Regions from separate parts of the Mus musculus genome. Here region 2 is linked to region 1. The links are chromatin contacts, called in public HiChIP or PLAC-seq maps. All regions are on one chromosome and are shown on one strand. Each heading gives the region's core, a stretch centred on a gene start, on an enhancer-like site or on the middle of the called end of the contact. The rest is flanking DNA. Distances are from core to core; before and after follow the strand shown. Region 1 overlaps Pdss2 (prenyl (solanesyl) diphosphate synthase, subunit 2). Region 2 overlaps Crybg1 (crystallin beta-gamma domain containing 1).

Evidence for each region. HiChIP or PLAC-seq counts read pairs in DNA pulled down with a chosen protein or histone mark.
Region 2: an H3K4me3 HiChIP or PLAC-seq map of bone marrow-derived macrophages shows a contact between it and region 1, with 4 times the contacts expected there. The contact joins two enhancer-like sites. A contact is called at or near these places in 3 of 115 datasets of contacts at active chromatin or transcription factors (bone marrow-derived macrophages, pancreatic cancer cells and stem cell-derived neural progenitor cells).

The regions. Positions count from the first base shown.
Region 1 is chr10:43,421,008-43,426,075 of GRCm38.p6, reverse strand. All of the region lies in intron 7 of Pdss2 (prenyl (solanesyl) diphosphate synthase, subunit 2), which reads right to left. Among named protein-coding and RNA genes, the nearest start is that of Bend3, 56 kb to the left of the region's middle. Within about 2 kb of position 1,300, at least 31 of the 459 cell types and tissues checked have an H3K27ac peak or open chromatin away from gene starts, as enhancers often do. A contact at or near this core is called in bone marrow-derived macrophages, where this site is marked.
Region 2 is chr10:44,009,525-44,014,591 of GRCm38.p6, reverse strand. The region is part of intron 2 of Crybg1 (crystallin beta-gamma domain containing 1); the gene reads left to right. Among named protein-coding and RNA genes, the nearest start is that of Gm40636, 44 kb to the right of the region's middle. Within about 2 kb of position 2,966, at least 12 of the 459 cell types and tissues checked have an H3K27ac peak or open chromatin away from gene starts, as enhancers often do. A contact at or near this core is called in bone marrow-derived macrophages, where this site is marked.

The sequences.
Region 1 (5,068 bases), core at 51-2,550:
TTATATTTAGGAGCTAAGCACAGTGGCATATACCTTTAATTCCAATACTAAGGAGGCAGATGCAGGCAAGCTCTCTGAGTTTGATGTCATACTGGCCTACATGCTGAGTTTCAGGCTATCTGGGGCTCCATAGTAAGACTCTTTCTCAATACGCATGCACACATCCGCGCACGCGGATGTACACACATGAGTACACACAGAGTACACACATGAAGGAACATTAAGAGGACCGAGTCTAACAGGTCTTATGAACTAGAAGAGGGAGGGACATACAGACAGACGGTGTATCTTGAGTAATCCATCCATTCCCTCACCAAGTACATCCCGGGAGCTATCATGTGTGAGACCTTAAGCCTCCAGAGCACAGTAATCCACACAGTGACACTAACCAACTATGATATCTGCCATAGCCTTAAGAGAAATGTTGCATTGTAGGATGGGAAAGCCAGGGCACCCACCGATGGCTAACAACTATCCGTAACTCCAGTTCCAGAGGATCCAATGTCTTCTTATTTTGCCCTCTGAGTACCATGCATACATGTGGTACATGGACGAGAAAAGTGAACTTAAGAACGGGATGGGATGGTTGAGCTGGCACACACTGTACAATCTGCTGGAGGACACAGGGCAAGAGGATCACAGGGATGAGGCTAGCCTGGGCTACAGAGTTCCAGCACAGCAGGAGCTACAGAGAAACTTATCTCAAAAAGGGGGTGGTGGTGCATTGTTTCACTAATTATTATTATTACTGTGAGCAAGGTAATTTAATACTTTATGTAAAACATTGTAAATTGAATATCAACAGCAAGGGATATTTGAAGTAGGAACAATTTATGACTGCAAATATTCAAACAGTATCAACAGAAGTTGGGCTAATAACGGAGGAGACATTTTATCATGTCATATAAAAGAGGCCCGTCACAGAAATCTTTTAATAATTTTATTCATGATCCACAAAGGAAGAGATATAGTGACCACTGAATCTATCAATACCATTGAGGTTTGTGGGATTGCTAATACCAGAGAACAAGAATCAGAAATAACATCAGAGACGGGCGGTGGTGGCGCATGCCTTTAATCCCAGAATTGGGAGGCAGAGGCAGGCGGATTTCTGAGTTTGAGGCCAGCCTGGTCTGCAGAGTGAGTTTCAGGACAACCAAGGCTACACAGAGAAACCCTGTCTCAAAAAAACCAACAAAACAAAACAACAAAAAAAGAACTATCATCAGAAACTTGGAGAATTACATCATCCAAGCCGGATGGTCGTCACTGGGGCTGAGTGTGGAGCACCCACACCCAGAGAGAGGAAGGAAAGGCCGGCCGGCTCGTGGGAGGGGACAGAGGCCTGGCAGCTCTGCCTTAGGAAATGTGTTATCTCATGTGTGATTAGGAAAGTTTTGTTGGAGACAGGCTATTGCTATGTAGCCCAGGCCAGTGTTAAACTATGAGGGTGTAAGCTGGCCTAGGAGTGAAGATCCTCCCACCCTCCAGAGTACAAGCTCACAGGCATGTGACACCATTTTGGGCAGTAGAAAGGGAAATCTTTTTTTTTTGATAGGTATCATGTACGGAGGCTGGCCATGAGCTCTTCCTCCTCTCCACTTCCCAAGCACTGTGTTACAGATGTGCACCATGCCCACCCCTCTGCTCACCCAGCACTGGATTAGGGTCGTGCACCACCATGCCTACCTCTAGAAAACTTTTTTTTTTGGACAAAAGTTTCATATAATACAAAATCTTAAAAACATTTATTCATTTTAACACATTTTATTTTTTATGTATATGATGGGTGTTTTGCCTGCATGTCTATGTATGTACCATATGGATTTCTGGTTTCCAAGGGCATTGGATCCCCTGGAACTAGAGTTAGAGACAGTTATGAGGTGCCATATGGATACTGGAAATCAAAGGTAGGTCCTCTGGAAGAACAGGCTGAGCCCAATACAAAAGCTTTTACCTTGTGCTATGGACAGAAACTGGTCATGCCAGCACCCATGTTGGGTGGCTCAGAACTGCCTACAATTCCAGCTCCATTGAATCTGACACCCTCTGCACGCACATGTGTACACACGTTGCATGCATGCACGCACACATAAAAAAGCTGGTTATAAGCTGTCTTATGATAACACAAATTCATTATTTAAATAATACAGAAAAAATAAGTTGATCAATTATTATTTTTCTATCACCTTAAAGGAAATTTGAAATCAAACCAGTGGTTGCTAAAACTGAAGTAAGTTGTTTAACTAACAGATTAGTAGGTACACACCTCAGGCTCGGTACTGGGAAGGCAGAGGCAGGTGGATCTCTATAAGTTCTAGGCCATCCTGGTCTACATAGCAAACTCCAGTCTAGCAAAGGCTAAGAAGTAAGACCTTATCTCAAAAAAGGAAAGAAACAAAGAAAGCTAGGATAAAGACAATCTACTCTCATTGCTTGTCTGAACTATAACTGCCAAAAGAACAATAACTGGGAGAGCAGGGATGGACAAGGAACTGAGGGCTGGGACCCAGCCTCTCAGAGGGCAGCTCTGGCTTGCCCTACCCTGCTTCTCCCAGCGGGGCCAGGAGAGCCACAAGCACAAGTCTTCCTGTTCACCAGCTCTTCCTCTTGCTCACCTGTGTCCTGGCTCCTCTGCTGTTCTTAAGGCCATCACAAAAAATCAGTTAAATTTCCCAGCTGGGTGTGGTGGCTCAGGATGGAAATCCCATTACTCAGGAGGCTGAGGCAGGTAAGTGAATCACCAAGAGTTCATAGCCATACACACACAGACACACACACACACACACACACACACACACACACACACACACACACAGATACACACACACACAGAATACAGCAAAACCAAACCCTCACAGACAAGTTCTATCCCAAATGTGGTTTCTGCCTATTGCCATAGATGGAAGCAATTCCCTAGAAGCTTAGGGTTAAACCTGGTTGGCTCACGTGAAACAAGATTTAAGACAATTTATTTTCAGTTCCCGCTATAATTGAATTCATCACCATAATGTTAAAGGAAACAAAAATCCAATTCAAATCAGAGCTTACAATTATAAGATGAAAATCTTTTAAAAGTACAATATATTTCTTTTTTAAAACATGCCTTTTTTCACATATTTTAACGTGCTACTTTCTAGTTTTTATTAAGCATAGAACATTTTACACGGTTGCACCTACATCAGATGTTTTTACAGTTGGGCTCTTTCTTTTTAAAGTGTGCTATAAACATCTTATCTCCTGCACTGCAAGTCCTTCAGGAGCAAGAGAGGACAGAGAAGGTCAATGCAGCTAGGCAGTCTCTATAATTATCACTAATTAAAACAGGAGAGCTAATGGAACAACATCTCCAGGAGCCTAGAAAGCGCGAGACCGCCGTGCCTTCAGTGATGCTGTGTGGAATTTTTTACAGGAGATGCTAATACGAAATCCCAGGTTAGGAGAGCAGCATCTGCCTTAGACAAGGGGACAGAGAGGAGAAAGAGCAACACCTGGGGCCCAACTGTGTCACGTGACAGCTACTCAGAGCCAGCTCGCCAGGGCTGTGGGAAAGGGTGTCATAGAATAAATAATCATAAGTAAGTGGACAGACTCGTGTATAAAAACAGCAATGGTATATATTTTTCAATACTCATTTTTTTTAAAAAAGGATAAACTGTTTTAGCATTTAAGGACAATAAAGAGAAGGGATGGGCAGCGAGGCAAGCCTCGGGGAGAGCCATGATGTAAGAGGAGATGCTCTCTTTCTTCTCGGAGGAAGGGCTGACCTGATCACGTGAATGCAAATATCAGGGCCCATCTTTGCTGGTGGGAAGAGAATTGTAATGTTCGCTTTATGCAAATGTGTCTTATAATAACAGATGCACAGGGACTTTTGGGGTTAAGAGGGCAAAAGAGGGCACACCAGCCACAAGGTGCTGGTTCCTCAGAGGCGACTGGAACCTGCTGTGAGTCAGTTCTGGGAGGCAGCATGAGCTCCGATGGCCCATGCTCAGGGTCTCTCTTGCACTGTAGTGACTGGGACTACAGGCCTAAAGAATTCATCTTTCTTCACCCCGTGAGCCATTCTGTGTTTTGGGTGACCTTCCTAAGAGGACATCATGGGGCTCTCAAGTCATGAATCACTCTGTGCCTGGCACCAGTGGTACCCACCTTTAATTTCAGCACTTGGGAGGCAGAGGCAGGTGAATATCTGTGAGTTTGAGGCCAGCCTGGTCTACAGAGTGAGTCCAGGACAGCAAGGGCTACATAGTGAGCCCTCCACATCCCCACAAATACGTTCTGCTCTTCTAAAGGATTCCAGTTCAGTTCCAACACACACACTGGGTGGTCCTCAACCTCCTGTAATTCCAGTTCCCCAATATCTAATTCCCTAAGCACCCATGTGGTATATACATACATGCAGGTAAAATATGCATGCATATAAAATAATAAAATAAATAAATCTTAAAACCCAGGGTCAGTGAGCTGGCTCAGTGGGTAAAGGGCCATCTCGACAACCTGAATTCAATCCCAGACCCTACCATGGAAGGAGAAAATTTATTCTTCAGAGCTTCATGTAGGTGTGCATCATGCACGCACCTGCACTCTCACACAAACCTCACACAGGCAAATAATAATAACAGGAATAAATGCCTTTAAAAACTGGAAAGCAAAACAGAACAAGCCACACTTCTATTTGGAGTCACGGGCCAAATGATAAGAAATGCATAGTTAATAAAGTAGAGGCGAGGGCAGAAGGAGCACGGCAACTCTGTGTCTAAATCAGCATGCGTGTCACAGGCCACTCACAGCACTCTCAGGCTCCTGGGAAAGAGCAAACACGAGGCAGACCGCACAGTGCCTCCGAGTCTGCTTCTGATCAAGTGAGTTTTGCCAGTGCCTGTGTAGCTGGAGCAGTGATTCGGGAACTAGTCTGTGTCTCTGTGATGGAGATATTTAAACAAGCCATCTTGAAAATGTTAAAAAATTAAAATTGTAGAAAGTCGAACCATAGGTGCCATGTTTTGCCTGAAGTGGTAAAAATACCATCTGCCTTGGTCCTTTAGCAGCAGCTGATTTCAAGGAG
Region 2 (5,067 bases), core at 1,717-4,216, 590 kb before region 1:
ACACACTTCCACTCTGTCCCTGTCTAATGTGAGTGCAGCTGAGCCAGGTTGGCCTTTTGCTGTTGTTCTCTCTGCTCCAGCATATTCCTAATCTCCCTCATGTCATTTAGAAATGAATTGCTGGCTCCGGAACTAGCCCTTGCTCCCTTAACCCTTCGATTCTGAGACTCCATGGGTCTTTATTGAATTGTAATTACTCTTGATCTTTGGAATGAGTTGTGTCCAGACCATTCCTTTTAAAAGTATATAAAGAACACACCTTTCAGTTCTGAGCCAAATAAAAAGGACTGAGCCCACTACTTTGTATGAGCATAGTTCTGTTTCCCAGTCTGGCTAAACTTTAATTAGAACTTCACTGGCTAGTCATTTAATTATGTAGTCAGGACATGCACAGGGTAAGAAATACTTCCGCTATACTATCTGCCAAATCCCTATCTCCTTTAGTCACACACTGTGCACAAGGGGGGAAAAATCACCAAATTATGATTGCACGTCTCAATTGCAAAGCAAATTTATTCAGCCTGACAGTTATCTTTGTGAGAAAAAGGAAATATCTGGGAAACTGCTTAGTTGAAAGGAGATGTTTTGGGTTATCTGCTACTTCTAGCAAGCGACACAGAATTGAGGTCCCAGCCCTGGGAGCATGCTGACTTGTGTAATTGAAGAAAGCCGTGAAAGGTCATGACAAAGTGGGTGAGGTTGGGAACCACGGGCTCTCAACAATGTTCTTCCCCTGCCTCTTCCAGTTGTGTGTGTTAGTCTGCAATCCAGAATTCTGCATCTCTTTTTCTTTTCTCCCTCTTCCCTCCCTCCTCCCTTCCTACCTTCAATCCTCTTGTCCTTTCTCTTTATTGTTTGTGTTGATATTTCGAGACTGCTGGAACTCACAATTCCCCTGCTTCCGCCTAGAAGGCATACTACACTAGATGACCACACCTGCTGCATTTTTCCTTAAAGGAAATTCTCAAGGTTATATCTACTTCAGCTCCACATACCCTTGTTGACCTCTGGCCAGGACTAGTGAGCATTTGGCTGGCCCTAGTCCAACCCTTTCTCTAGTGGGCCTGAGAGGGCAAGAGGAGGAGGAAGCCATGGTCAAGGCCAGATCCTCAACTCGAGGCCTAACTAGGGGAGAGGAGAATCCGTTACCCCATCCTAGTCCCTCCCTTTGCACCCCTGTATGTGCCTCCCACTGCTCAAACCTAATTAAAATTAAAAGGCAAGGGGTTCAGTTTCTGTGTTTCATTATGGTTGGGGTAAGACACACACACAAGGGCAAAGTGGGGTGAGCCAGCCGCCATACCCGGAACACACTTTACACTTTACAGTTGTAGAAGAACTCCATCCCAAGAGTGGGCTGGCCTGCCAGCTACTCCATCCCAGCCATTGCTGCACAGCCAGGTCTAGGGACAAGCAAGGCACACAGGTGGGAAGCATGCAGTGCAGCCAGCCCAGTGGCTTAGCTGACATGCATCAGGCCATACAGCAAAGACTCGTCTCTAACAAAGGACTACAGTGCACGACCTGGGAAAAGTATGGAGCCAACATTTAGAAAGTCTGAGTGTGTTTAGGAAAACTAATCTCTTTGGACTGTTGCTCACCTTTATAAGGTAAAGAGAAACTTATGGCATAAAGTGGATGGATGGTCAATTGTTATTCACGAAATTAATGAGAAAATTATTTCATAATTCAAAACGTCTTCTTTCAATTGATCAGGTGTTAGTGGCTTAATCAGGTATGGTTGCCCATGCCTGTAATCCCAGCACTTCCTAGGCTAAGGTAGGAGGACTGCCAAAAATTTGAGGCCAACTATTTAGTGAGTTCCAAGCCAGCCTGAGCTAAAGGGTGAGATCCTGTCTCAAACAAAAGTGTTGATGGCTTTAAAAACTGAGATTTCACTCCGGCTCTGTAAAAAAGTAATGATCTAAGTCACGTGAGATAGCAAACACCTGTAATCCCAATACTCCGGATATGAAGGCAGAAGGACCAGAAGTTTAGGGCTGTGTAGCAAAAAATGAGGGCCAACCAACTAAACAAATGATCTGAAGAAAATTCTTTCCTGAAACTGGAAATCTGTTTTTGATTTGCCGTTAATTTTTTAGTCAGAGTTTGAAATAATGGGCTTTGTCTCAACATCTTAATATATGATAGGTTTAGCATTATACTGCTCATAATCTACCTTTACTCCTAGATGGACCCCATGACTTTCATGTCATCAAATCTGGATTCCACATTTGAGAGGATGCATATAAATATTTGTCTATCTATGTCTGGCTTGCTTCACTTAATGTGGTTTCCTGTTCCATCTGTCTCCTTCTTTGCTATGGAATAAACTCTATCATAAATGAGCGTCTGTGAGATGTGTGCTGACTAAGATGCCTTTGCGGGTATGCCTCCGATGCCTCCATGCTTTCGGGGGTATGCCTCCGTGCCCCGTAGTGGCATATTATGACTGTAGTGCTTCATAGCAATTCTTCTGCCAGCTGCCCTAAGGTGCCTTTGGGGGAAGTGCTAAGGATGGAACCAGGATCCGGAGCTTCCAGACAAGTGCTCTTGCATTGCCTTGCATCCCGCACAGGGAATCTGCCTTTTAAAAGAAACTCTTCACACGCCTTTAATCCCAGCACTCCGGAGGCAGAGGCAGGCGGACTTCTGAGTTCGAGGCCAGCCTGGTCTACAAAGTGAGTTCCAGGACAGAAACCCTGTCTCCCAAAAAAAAAAAAAAAAAAGAAACTCTTCAGAAGGGTGGACATTTAACCCTTTCGAAATGAAAGCTTTTTATAATCAGGAACACCACTATTTTGGACATCACTAAGTATGGGAATTAAAGAAAAGAGACATGAACCAGAGGCTCTGTCACTCTTTTTTACAGAATAGTACAACTGATTTTACATGATAGGTTGTGGTGCTGTTTGACTCTCGTGACTTTTTTCGTAATAACACGGAGGAGGAAGTGAAGGGAACACAGTGGTGAAAAGCACAAGAGGAAGGGTTAGCAGACACGGAAGGGATAATAGAAGCAGTGGCAAATGTTAGAGAGAGCCGAGCTATCGAGCAAGCAAGAGCCCCACCCAGGGATCCTTGGCGGAGAGATGATGGAGGGAAGACCCAGAGGCCAAGTGTGCCACCTGTTGCACCATTTGAATTGGACTATAGATCAAGAGCTGTCACATGGAACAACTCCACGAGCTTCTCTATTCCAGGACTGCCTCCCACTGACCGGTGCCTGTTGCCGTCTGTAACAGCCTTGGGAGAAACTGCTGTCATAGCTCAAATGTAAAAACAGAGCATCTCTGTTCATCTCTGAACCACTAAAGGGTCTCTAACTGTAGTTCCAGATGCTGCAGAAGCTAAGGCAGAAGGAGCCCTTGAGCCCGAGGCCAACCTTGGCAATACAGTGAAACATCACCTCAAAAAAAAAACAGAACAGCAAAACCCAACCAATCCAAACAAACAAAAGCCATTAAAACAAAGCAAACAAGCACCCTCGCCCCAGAAATGGCTAAACAATTAAGAATCTATCTTGAGGACAGAAAGTGGATTATATATAATAGAAACACATTAAATTTAAAATGAAAAAGATCAGTACTTGATAGGCCCACTTACGTGGTGAACATTTCCTTTCTTTGCATCAATCTGTATACCTACATTAGCAGGAGCATCAAAAGGCAAGATGCATGATAGGTGAGTGGTAGTTTATATCTAATAAGGAGCCAGGTCTGTCTGAGGTCTGTGAGAACCATGTCTGGACCCTCCCTTGAATGTAATTTCCCGTCTCTGAAGCTGTACTGAGATGATATGCAGCTGTACGCTTAGTGTGAAGGAACGGAATTTTAATTTTAATTGAAATTGTGCTGAACTACAGAATTCATATCAAGTACTGGGCCAGCCAGGGCTACTTAGTGATATCCTATGTTGAAACCAAATAGCAATCAAAAGAATGAAAAATCTTTCTTGGTTTTTGTGTATTTCTCTCCCACAACCTAGCTCTCTGAGATTTTTCTCTCCAGTTGTGAACTATTTCTTTTCTTTCTCCATCCCTGGCTCCCCCCATCTGTTCTTTAGTTAGCTGTCACATGGTTCTAAGATATTTCTCACTTTCAGAATAACTGAGAGGGTCTCATTTACCCAGGGCTTGCCTCAAACTCTGTGTGTAACCAAGGATGACCTAGAACCCCTGGGTTTCAACCTGTACTTCCCAAGTGCTGGGATAACAGTCACCAGCCACTAAGTCCACTCTTTGTGTCAGTGCTGGGGACAAGACCCAGTGCTTCATGCTTGCTGGGAAAGTCGAGGAACTTCCTGAGTCCTAGATATGACTGACTTTTACTGAAGGAACTTTTAAACTTTTTAAAACTTTGATAATTGAAGACTAAAGTAGCTTAAACCTATATTTTGAAGGACAGTATAGCTCAGAGGCCCAGACATTGACAGGGCCCCAGATTCAATTCCCAGTGTAGCAAAATAAATAAATAATAAAAATATTTAACTTCCCTATTTTTAAGCCATACATTAAGGATATGATATATACATATATATGTAATATATATATTTAATTAAGAAAAAAGTATTTGACCAGAACAAATGCCAACCCTGAAAGCATACGCTATGATCCTAAGGCATTATACAGTAACCTAGCTGACCGTTTCATTTATAACACCATTTCAATTGTTCCTTCCTCAGGCTGAAGGAAGATTTCATTCAAAAATTAACAAACTAAGCACTTCAAAAATCACATTTGTTTGTTTTTTAACAGTTGTTCTTGTACATGGGTGACCACATTCTAGAAGGGACCAGAGGTAAGGACATGAAAGGTCTCAGTGGGCTTTCTTGAGTCAGAGTTGGGCCAGGAACGGGCAGGCAAACTGAAGCAGCTTATCAGCTGGTGGCTGCGCCGATTTGCAGACACACCCCCCCCCCTCTCTGGCAGATGGAATTCTTGACCACACTAAGTCTTGGGCATAAAAGATTCTGATTCTGTTTGTCAGACCTCAGCCATGTTTCCAGTCATCCTCAAGCACAAACGTTGGTACCTCCTTGAAACTGGTACCGATCAGGTGCCCAGGG